Linked DNA regions of Sus scrofa: all the other regions are linked to region 2. Evidence: chromatin contacts called from public Hi-C and promoter capture Hi-C data. All regions are on one chromosome and are shown on one strand. Each heading gives the region's core, a stretch centred on a gene start, on an enhancer-like site or on the middle of the called end of the contact. The rest is flanking DNA. Distances are from core to core; before and after follow the strand shown.

Region 1 (3,740 bases), core at 482-2,981, 100 kb after region 2:
GGGCAAATAGGTCCAGATCTAGGAATCCCCAGGAGGGAGTGGTTTTTGATACCATTCTATAGTGCCTGGAATCATTCAAAGATCAGTAAGAAGAGCTAGGACACAGGAATGATGCCCCCAATATGATCCCTGAGGAAAGGGGAGAAAAAGGTGTTACCAAAAAAATTCATAGCTTCTGGTTACCCAGTTAGGACTCAGAGCATGCAGTGGAGGAGATAACATAGCTGTCAGATTCCACCCCCCCCCGACCCCGAAACTCAGCTTCCTACATCTGAGTGAGAGATGGTGCTTTGCTAGGTTCATCCCAGTTTGAAGTTTGGATGAGGTGGTGGATGGATGAGGCTGGATGAGGTGGAAGGATCAGGCCAAAATGGAACAAACAATTGTTTAGTTGGCCAGTGACCTAGTAAGTGTGGCCTGAAGCTTAGATATGTTGACAGTGATGATTATGATGATGGGGGGGTGTGTACGCACCCTCCATTGCCTCCCAGTATCCTTCCTTCTCTGTGAAACATGTTGGTAGTATCTTGGAGAAACCAGGTAACAGGGAGATCTCTGGCCATTTCTCAGATGCTTGACGACACAAAAAGCAAGCCTTGAAGTGTTGGTGATTCTTGCTGTTACCGTTTGGTACTCTTGAATCCCCCTTGAAAACAAAAGAAAGAAACAACAGCTAAGGAAACATCAAAGTCCTTTCCTATTGTGTTTGAGCTCAGTGGCTCTTGATGAACCTACCCCCTTGATGTCCCTAGAATTCTGAGTAAGGGGTTGAATTCTGTCTTTAATAGTGCTTGCTAGTTGTCAGGCAGCATAAAAACGGCGAGCCCTGCCTTTGAGTGATATTCGTAAAAACTCAGAGGCTAATAGGTATAATACAGAGAAGCAAATAATTAGGATTCATTTATGCTAGCTGCTAGCACACGGAGTCATGTACCATTGGTATTTGGTAGCTTGAATTTGTCAGGCAAAAGTCTTCATGGCTGATTTGCTTACTGGCTACCCAGGACAGGCCGCAGATTATGTGTGAACCCAGCTGGAGACAGCTCTCTCAACGCTGCAAAATTGCTCTCTGGTGAACTCTGCGAGGCAGATGGGAAACTAAATAAACCAAAATATGTATCTTTTCACCCTCCCGCCCCCCAAATGTGAATGGGAGGAGTTGATCATAGAGCCAAGCTAGTATGCTCTCCAAATACTGAATTTAGGAGAATGATCCACCCACCTCCACCCCACACCTCTGCCCCCTGCTCTCCCCTCCCCCGCCTTGTGATATCCGTGGCTGTTTCTATTTGCCCTTCAGGAAAATCATGGTTTAATTCATTAGACGGTAGTGTGTGTATGTGTATTTTCACTCAGCCTTAAAATTTATCATACCTTTGAGGAATGAGAGAATGTATGGAAATCAAGCTTCAGGAAAGTGGGGATTTGGTGAGTAAACCCTGGCCTGAAAATGAGGTTCTGGTTCTTGTTCAGCAGCTAACCAGCTTCGTGACCTTGAGTGAGTTACTTATCTCTAGGGTCTTAGTTTCCCCTGCCATAAAATGGTCTTTAAGGTCTTTTCCAGCTCTTAATAATTCATGATCCTTTAGCTGTGTTTGAAAGATTTTTAAAATAGTTTTTTTGTTTTTTCCCTTGCTGTTTTCTACTCAGGTCAGTGTGGTTCTGTCCTGGTGCGATAGTGCTTGTGCTTAAACTGTAGATTACCTAGGTTTCTGTTGGAACAATGCCCTTTCTTTTCGCATTCTTGGTCTTCTGCCCATCCTGTGACTTTGGCCTCTTTGTCTGTTCCTTAGCAAGCACCTCTAGCAGAGGTGGACAGGGACGATAAAACATGAAATGTAGGCAAGGTACTGCTGGAGGCTTTGTCCTGATGCTGAAAATGAGTTTCTTGGGGGATGTTATCTTTAGTGACTTAATTATACTATCTGTGTCTCCAGGAGCTAATTGAAACACTGGCTTGGCTAAAAGATCACCAACAACACACGTGTCTTCTAGGACTTCTCCCCTAGGAAGTTCATGGGCAGGAAATTTCATATCAGCATTCTTTTCTGCTCGGGTTGGCATAAATTGTTACTTGCTTTTAGGCTGCTCCGAAGTATTTTTAGAGCCCTTTATTTTAGGCCACTGTGAAGAACAACAAACCCTACTCCTGTGGTCATAGACCAGAGTAGGAAAGAACCTTTGAAGTGGTGCAAACCAACCCTCTGCCAGTGCTGAAATACTCCCCTTAAGACACACACTCATCTATGGGTATTGATGGTATTTTTCCTGTGCTTTTCCCCCTGTGTCCTAAATAATGAAGCATTTTTTAAAAGTGTGTTTTCATTAGATTCAGGAAACTAAACTCAAGTACAATTAAGAAAACAACCATTTAAGAAACAGCTGTGTGGTCATAAAACAACACGTGTAATGTACCCATTTTATAATCGAATATAAAATAGGATTAATGAAATGATCAGAATTGCTTTGTGAATCTTTGAACAGTTTGTAGGTGAAATGGAGATTAATTTCTAGGTGGGGATGCCTTTAAAATCTTTAATGTGGCAAAATGCTTAATAGGAAGTGGATCCACTTTGGCTAGTCCAAATCAACTTATGTTATAAAGAAGTCTCCAGAGAAGAAATGTAACCAAGCCTGAAAGTATTGGTTGTCATTTTTAAAACTTTTTTTAAAAACCCTGAGGTGGCTGTGATCCTTATAATAAGAAGAAAATATTTGGATCAGTCACTCGGTTATAATAGGCCTATGAATAGTTCATAACAAGATTTTTTTTTTACTAAGCTATGAACTTAATTTTGAACCTGATATAATGTGAGGAACTGATATAGAAAAAGATGCTATTTAAGGGATGGAAGTGAAGAAAATACTAACCTTTCACTTTCTGACCTGCATGTGCTATGCGGCATTTCAATATACCTTCAATATACCTTATTGAAATACCATATTCTAAATGACTGAAATGAATGAAATACCCTATTCTGAAATGTTTCACTTTTGGCAAACATTATTCACATGTATTTCATTACTCTATATGTTAAAATATATGTGGCTTAGTTCCATAGCCACTAAGCTAACCATTTAACCATGCTGACATGTGCTGATGCTCGTAGCATAGAAAATAATTAATTTTACAAATGCAGTGTAATCATTATTCAGGAAAGTCTTATGCAGCCAGATGGTATTTTCCCCAGGAAGCATTGTTACACAAGATAGGTGAAATAATACAATTAATGTTGTGCTTTTCTCATATAATAGAAAAAATTTACTTCTCTAGGATAATCTAAGAAGTAAAATTTGTAATAGTGCAACTTGCAAAAAAAAAAAAAACAAAACAGAAAACCCATAGCAGATAAAATATCACATCTAGTTTGTTAAAAATTTTAAAAACTGTTCATTTTTGAGGGATTCCTTATGATTTTAAAATGTTCCTTGAAATTTTTTTTTTTTTTTTTTTGCTTTTTAGGGCCACCCGTGCAGCATATGGAAGTTCCCAGGCTAGGGGTCGAATCCAAGCTACAACTGCCGGCCTACACCACAGCCACAGCGATGTAGGGTATGTAGGGTCCGAGCCCCATCTGTGACCTACACCGCAGCTCACAGCAACGCTGGATCCTTAACCCACTGAGCAAGGCCGGGGATCGTACCCTCATCCTCATGGATCCTAGTCGCATTCCTTTCTGCTGCACCACAACAACGGGAACTCCTAAAAGTTAATTTTAATGTTGAGATATAAGCTATTT
Region 2 (3,484 bases), core at 915-3,414:
ATTAGATTACCTTCAGAATGATGCAGTGGAAGTACCATTAGTGTTGGATGCCAAAGTCAACACTAGATCCACCTGCATTAGCATCAAATGGATGCACAAATCTCCAATAAGATAATTTTAGAAAAGGCTATACCTTCTCCTGATCAGTCTGACTAGCAAGATTTGGCTGTCCATGTGATCAGCCAGGAAACTCAGGCAGAATTCCAAAGCTATCCACAGCCATTGAAGAGTGAGAGGCCTGGAAGTTGGACATAAAATTAAAAAAAAAACCCAAAAACAAATGCTGCCAAGTGCTTACCTATCTGATTGAAAACTACTGCAATCAGAGCATAAGTTGACTGACAGGCATTCCAAAGCAGATTCTGAAGTCATAATAAGAGTTCAATTTGTAAGGGGCACACGGTTTAAAACTTTAAGCAAATAATACTAACAAGCAATAGTTATTCATGTTGAAATCTCTTCTACATTTAAATTAATCAGAATGGCAATAAACATCAATGGCTACTGTTGGGAGTGGTGAGGATGCAACTAAGGCCTCAAGTCCAGGGTCAAAGCTTAATTCTTAGGCATGGAGATGGGATTTATAAATCCCACTTTGGTACACAACAAATACTATCCCCATTTTGCCACTAAATGTTTTACTACTATGCATGACTTATTGAAAGTGGAATTTATGAATACCCTATGGCAAGGAGAAATTTTAGGCTGATTGGCAATAGTGTGACAATATCTAGCAAAGAAGTAAGCAAAAGAACAAATGGAGCCTTTTGTCTTTAAATGTAATTAACATATTCTTCCTTATCCTTTTGGAAAGAAAATTCAGAAAAATTTTTTTTGAGTTTCATTTTTTGAAGGCTGACGATATTATGTTTTAATTAAAATTGAATAAACTTCCGTTTGCATACTGATTTAAAAGCCTAGCCAGCAACAGCACATTAAAAGCTGCATTACTTACATCAAATAAATTTTTACTTGATTTTTAGATTCATTATCAAGTTCTCAAATGATCAGTATCCTGAAACTCAAATAATGTTAATACTTCAGTTACCCGAAGCAGAAGAGTAAAGTTCAATAAGCAAAGAAGGTGGATGACCTCCGAAGTGCTAAAACCCTTAGGAAAAAACCGATATTTTCATTTACTTGAAAAAATCTAAAAAAAAAGTTCTGATAAAACCTTATCACTTTGCCAAAATCAATTGCTCCTCACCCCTCCCTCCATTCCACAAATGCTTGTGACCCCAACTTGTAAAGTCTCTCACTTTTTGTGTTCCACTCCAAGTTCCGTGCCTCAAAAGGAGGAAGCAAAAATCCTTTACTTGGATTGAACTCTGAATCAGTCATTTCATCTCTTAGATAATCCTATTTTTCACGGCAAGTTCTGGCCTTTAGGTTGTGTCCCCATTTCTTTTTCTTTCTTTCGTTGTTGCGGGTGGTGTAGGGAGGGAGTCAAAGTCCCTTCAACCGTTTGCTAAAAAATGTGAACAGCACCACTAAGGAGCAGAAACAGAAAATGGGAGGTTTCAAACAGAATAACACGCACTCTCAAACCCCCAGAAAGAATAACAACAAAACAAGCACACAGAAACTTGGGCTGGTCCAGCACATCCGCAAAGGAGGGAGAGGTGCGAGCGCTTCAGAGAAGCCGATGGGCCTCCGCCCTGCCCGCCCGCAGGTGGCTCCTGGCAAGCGCCGCAGACAACAATGGCCAGCATGGGCTTTGCCCGCGTCGCTAGTTTGCTGTGTCTGTCCCTGCCCAGAAAAACGGTCTATCTTGAAAGAATGACCAAACAGAAAGGGAAGCGAAGCGTGCGTTAGGCTGTGAAGAAAGCATTCCCCCTTCAATGCCTAACATCTATCTGATGCCCCATCGCTGTCCAAAGATGAACCTGCCACCGATCAAGTTCCGGCGCAAGTTCTTTTCTTTCCCGCAGCCCCTACACCTGCCGGGCAGTGCTCTGCACATCCCCAGGTTTCCCTCCCGCGGCCCCCCTCGGGCTGCAGCAAAAATGGGGCGCTTCGGTGGGGCGGGGGCGGGCGGCTGCCGCGGATCCCGCCGGCTACCGCCGCAGCTTGGTGGCCTCCGATTGGCCACGACGCGGGCGGGGAAGCTCCGCGGCGGAGGAGGGAGGCGGGGGCGAGGGCGGCGGCAGCGGGAGGGGATCGGAGCGGGGAGCTGGCTGCGCAGCCGGGCAGCGCGCGGGGAGAGCGGTGGCGGCGGCTCACCCTAGTCGCGCTCGCGGAGGCCGAGAGGGGCGCGCGGGCGGCGGCGGGGGGTGGGGGCGGCGCGCGCGAGTGAGCCGAAAGGGGCGAGGACCCGCGGGCGGGTGCCGGCGCGCGGGCAGCAGGGGCGGCCGTAGCGGCAGCTGCGCGGGACGGAGCCGCGGCGGGAGCGGCCGGGCGGGCCCCTGGCCTCACTCCCGCGCGGCAGAGGCCGGAGAATAGTCTCCAACTCTCAGGGGGACCGGAAAGGGGAGCGGAGAAGCGGTCCTTGCCTCCCACGCAGCAGAGGAGCCAGGCGGCGGGACTGCTGCCCTTTGTGGGCGCAGCGCGCGCGGCCCAGAGCGCCCTCCCCGCGGCGCTCTCGCCCGCGTCTTCATCTTGCAGAGCGGCCCTGGAGAAGGGACCCGGAGGAAGCAAAACCCGAGCCCGAAACCTCGCGTTGCGGAGCTCCTGGGGAGCGCCAGCCGCTCCACTTCCACCTCCGCATCCTCCACTGGCCAAGGTCTCCGCCGCCTGCATCCCTCCTGGCTTCCGCTGCGCTTTGGGCCAGAGCAGAGCCGCCTGCGCTGCCACCGCGGCCACACACACACACACACACACACACACACACACGCACTCACGCGCACGCCCGCCTTCTCTCCCGCCCCTCCCCAGCTCCTTGATCTCTAGGTCTGTTTTATTACTCGTGGTGCGAGTCCCGACTCCGCGGCCCGCTATTTGTCATCAGCTCTCTCTCCATTGGCGGGGAGCAGAGAGCGGCGGCGAAGGGGGTGGGGTGGGGAGGGGAAGGGAAGGGGGTGGAAACTGCCTGGAGCCGTCTCTCCGCGCCGCTGTTGGTGCTGCCGCTGCTGCCGCCGACGCCTCCGGCTCCTCGCTCGGCCCCTCTCCGCCTCCATGTGCCGGATACTGGGAGCGCCGCGGACCCTGCTGCCGCTCCTGGCGGCTCTGCTTCAGGTACGCAGCGGTCCCCGCGGGCCGGGCTGCGGGCGGGGTGGGGCAGGCAGCGCCGGGTCCCTTTGTTCCCCGCGCCGCTGCGGGGCCGGGCTGCGCACCCGGGAAGGGAGGTGCCGCACCGCGCGGACGGTTGCTGCGCAGACACGAGGCTTGGGCCGTGCGCAGGGACAGGGCTGCTGGGGCCAACCAGTCTCCCGCGCCACTCTTGGCGGGTCGCAAAGAGGCTAATCCGGGGCCCCCTCTGCTCCTCCAGCGGGGTCGGGCGAGCTCGCGGCGGGTGTTTCTAGGCAGTAGAAGACTGAGGTAGGAT
Region 3 (3,621 bases), core at 716-3,215, 74 kb after region 2:
CATTCAGAGCTTGATGGAATGTATAGTGGTAGTATTCCATAGTCCGTCTTTTTTTTCAGAGCTAATTCTGTTATTTTTTAAAATCATGCACATTTGATATGGTCGTCTGAGGAAGAGGATTTGTATAAATGCCTGCAGTAGAGATGTCTCAGTCCCAGTTGCTACGAAGATCTCTCTGGTGTCTAAATTTAAGTCATTCATATTTCACTTATGCCTAATCTGTCTCTGTCTCGCCTTCCTTTCTCAGGCAGCCCAGAATTTTGTGCCACATCTTTGGTGAACATATGCCTTTCTTGCATCTTTTTTTTCCCTCTGCTCCTGGCTTATCACAGTATTTTGACACTTTTGAATTCCAGACAATTAATTATGTGTGTATTTAAATGTTCTATTTAATATGGTGGACAGCAGACAGATGTGGCTACTGTACATTCATAATTTGGCATACTTTTTTGAAGATTGAGTACAAAAAAAGAATATAAAACGTCTCCTTTTAAAAAATATTGATTACATATTAAAATGATAATATGGATATGTTGGGTTAAATAAAATCTGTTAAAATTTAATTTCACCTGCTTTTTCATTGTTAAAAATTTTTTTTATTTAATTTTTTTCTTTTTACAGCCGCACCCAAGGCATATGGAAGTTCCTGGGCTAGGGGTCGAATTGGATCTGCAGCTTCAGGCCGACGCCACAGCCATAGCATCACCAGATCCAAGCTGCATCTGTGATCTATGCCGCAGCTTACAGCAGTGTAGAATCCTTAACCCACTGAGCAAGGTCAGGGATCGAGCCTGCATCCTCATGGACACTATGTTGAGTTCTTAACCCACTGAGCCAGTACAGGAGCTCCCTTTTTTACCTTTTAAAAAAAAAACACAAAAAACTGGATACTGGAAACTTTAAAATTGCACGTGTGACTCACATAATGTTTTAATCAGGCAGTGCTGCTCCAGAATCTGTATAGTTTATTTTCACCTTAACACCCAGATTCAGTATTTTACTCAAGGCCTGATAAAGTATATGATGTGGGAAGAATATTTAACTGTCTTCATATTCTGTGAATGCTTCCGTTTACTTTTTACACTCTTCTAGTATTAAAGTTTAGCAAAAAATGATGAATGTATCAAACTTTTCTTTTGTGGTTCTACAAATTTGGCCTCTTTGATTTCCTTCTCTATGTTTTCTCTCTGCCTTTGACTTTCTTTCTTAAGAGCATTAGTGGACACCCTTTCAATGGTTGTGCCTTGTTTGCTTGCCAGCCTGCAGAGATAAGGGGTCATTGAGTGTGAGCTTTGATCTGCTTGTTTGAGTTTGTAAATCTGCTACTTGAATGTAGACAGAGGCCCCTAGGAGGTCTTTTTTATTCTTCTTTTAAAAATAAATTTCAAGTGACTAATTAGAGGACATTTATCAGAAGTCACGTACATGACTTCTTGGACGTAAAGGTTATTGGATCCTAAAAGATGACCGAGGAAGCACTACAATGTGTTCTTAAGAAACTTTTTTTTTTGTTTTCAAACCAGCCTGGTGAATTAAAGAGCATTTGAAGCTTTAGTGAAATTCTACATGAACTTCATAGCCTTTTGCTGAATCTGTCACCTAGGTGCCTCATTCAAAGGAATTTGGAGCTGGCCTTTTCACTGGCCATTTGGCATCGTCTCTACTGAGAACAGCCCCCATTGCTCTTCTGCTCATTAAGAGCAGGATGTGGAATTCTGCAGGCGGAGACATCACTAACCCATTTGAGGACAGCAAGTGCAGAAAGTCAGAAGGTTTTCTTTTGGATCAGTGAATTCGTCTGTGGCTGTGGAGCTGAAACATGAAACAAACCAGCTCCAGAGACACAGCGTCTTGCATTCATAGTGGAAGAGATTTGATGAGTGGCCGGGTAGTAACACAGACATGATTCGTGTTCTATCTCCTGATGACGAAAGGCTCCAAATACTTTGAGTGTACTGATAGTACATTTCTTAAATGCTAAATATATCTAACTCTTGTCAGCTAATTGTTTGTCAGGGTCATTGTCTGCTACCCTTAAATGCTAAGGTCAAACTGTCCTTCCAGTTTTGTACATCTAAAACTATGTCTCTGTGAGAGAGACCAGGGAGGAAAATATTATAAAGTGTACATTTGTGTCACTTGGTTAGCTTAAAATTTTGAAAGCAATCACTGCACATGCACTTAAGCTGTTTACTCTGGTTATTATTTATTCTCCTTATCTCCTCTTGTTTTGTTTGGAACTAGATTGTAGAACGTTAGATCTGGGGGAAAAAAAACCTTAGAGACAGTTTGTTTTAAGCTTTCCATGTTGCATATTAGTAAACCAGGTTTAAAGAAGGGAAATGCCTTTTTTTTTTTTTTTTAAGTTCTTCATGCTAATGGATAGCACAGTTTAAACCAGAATTTGAATTTCTGACGTTGCAGGTTAGTAGTCTTTCTGCCTACATTTGTCTCTTCTTGCTCAAAAAGTTTCAGGCGGATCCAGACATCTGTGTTTTTCATTTCAAAGAAACAACACCTGCCCCTCTGATCCTCAGTTACTTCATTTATAAAACGATAGGTCTTGGTTAGACGATTCCTAAGATTTATTTTTTGTTCTGCTTCCACAAATTATAGCCCAAGAGTTATTTCTTTTTTGAATGTGGACAGTGTCATTACCTCAACTACATATGTTTCCAATCTTTAAGAAAGCCACTTCTATTTCAAGGTTATATTGAGTAACATTCAAATTACAGATGAAACCAAAGAGAAAAGAAGGAACGTGAGATTCCCTTGCCCGGGTGGAGTGGAGGGATGGGGGGTGTGTGTGTGTGTGCGTGTGCGCACGCGCGCGTGTGTGCCCTACGTCTGAGCATCTCTGTCTGGGTCAGCGGGAGGGAGGGAGGCCAGGCTGTTGGGCTTCTAGATTTGGTAATAGAAATCAAACTTAGGTTACCAAAGGGGAAACTGTGAGGAGGAGAGATAACCTGGGAGGATGGGATTAACATATACACACTACTATATATGAAAGATAACTAATAAGGACCTACTGTATGGCACAGAGAGGTCCACTCAATGTTCTGTAATAACCTATATAGGAAAAAAGAACACACACACACACACACACACATACATATGTGTATATATACACACACGTAACTGATTCACTTTGCTGTAAAACCTGAAGCTAATACAAAATTGTAGATCAATTATACCCCAATAAAATTTATTAAAAAAAGAAGAGAAAGCCTGGCTCTCTTGTCTTCTTCTTCTTCTTCTTTTTTTTTTTTGTCTTTTTAGGGCTGTTCTCTTGGCATATGGAGGTTCTCAGGCTAGGGGTCAATTTGGAGCTGTAGCTGCCAGTCTACACCACAGCCACAGCAATCCCAGATCCAAGCCCCATCTTCGACCTACACCATAGCTCACGGCAATGCTGGATCATTAACCCACTGGGCAAGGCCAGGGAATGAACCCTTGTCCTCATGGATACTAGTCAGGTTCGTTAACTGCTGAGACACAACGGGAACTCCTATTGTCTTCTTCTCTGGTCATATCTGACTGGTTTCCAAGGCCTGTAAGCAGGCCAGGCGAGCTACTGCAGGTCCGCCTTGGGAGTTGAGAGAAGGACTGATAAGAACTCTT

The links. Promoter capture Hi-C pulls out the DNA fragments that hold promoters and counts their contacts. A called contact is a pair of places that touch in the nucleus more often than the background predicts.
Region 1: a Hi-C map of heart right ventricle shows a contact between it and region 2, with 4 times the contacts expected there. The contact joins the enhancer-like site here to the promoter of CDH2 in region 2. A contact is called at or near these places in 1 of 5 promoter capture datasets (liver) and 4 of 47 Hi-C or Micro-C datasets (brain, embryonic fibroblasts, epiblast stem cells and 1 more).
Region 3: a promoter capture Hi-C map of liver shows a contact between it and region 2, with 2.7 times the contacts expected there. The contact joins the enhancer-like site here to the promoter of CDH2 in region 2. A contact is called at or near these places in 1 of 5 promoter capture datasets (liver) and 7 of 47 Hi-C or Micro-C datasets (embryonic fibroblasts, epiblast stem cells, fetal heart ventricle and 2 more).

Annotation. Positions count from the first base shown.
Region 1 is chr6:112,523,577-112,527,316 of Sscrofa11.1, reverse strand. All of the region lies in intron 2 of CDH2 (cadherin-2), which reads left to right. Among named protein-coding and RNA genes, the nearest start is that of CDH2, 100 kb to the left of the region's middle. Within about 2 kb of position 1,731, at least 8 of the 83 cell types and tissues checked have an H3K27ac peak or open chromatin away from gene starts, as enhancers often do.
Region 2 is chr6:112,627,753-112,631,236 of Sscrofa11.1, reverse strand. It overlaps CDH2 (cadherin-2), which reads left to right and starts at 2,164. Exons shown (of 16, transcript XM_021096205.1): 1 at 2,164-3,174. The coding sequence starts at 3,115. LOC110261188 (a long non-coding RNA gene) reads right to left here and starts at 2,792. Exons shown (of 3, transcript XR_002345075.1): 1 at 2,654-2,792; 2 at 1-1,490.
Region 3 is chr6:112,553,890-112,557,510 of Sscrofa11.1, reverse strand. The region is part of intron 2 of CDH2 (cadherin-2); the gene reads left to right. Among named protein-coding and RNA genes, the nearest start is that of CDH2, 73 kb to the left of the region's middle. Within about 2 kb of position 1,965, at least 7 of the 83 cell types and tissues checked have an H3K27ac peak or open chromatin away from gene starts, as enhancers often do. A contact at or near this core is called in liver, where this site is marked.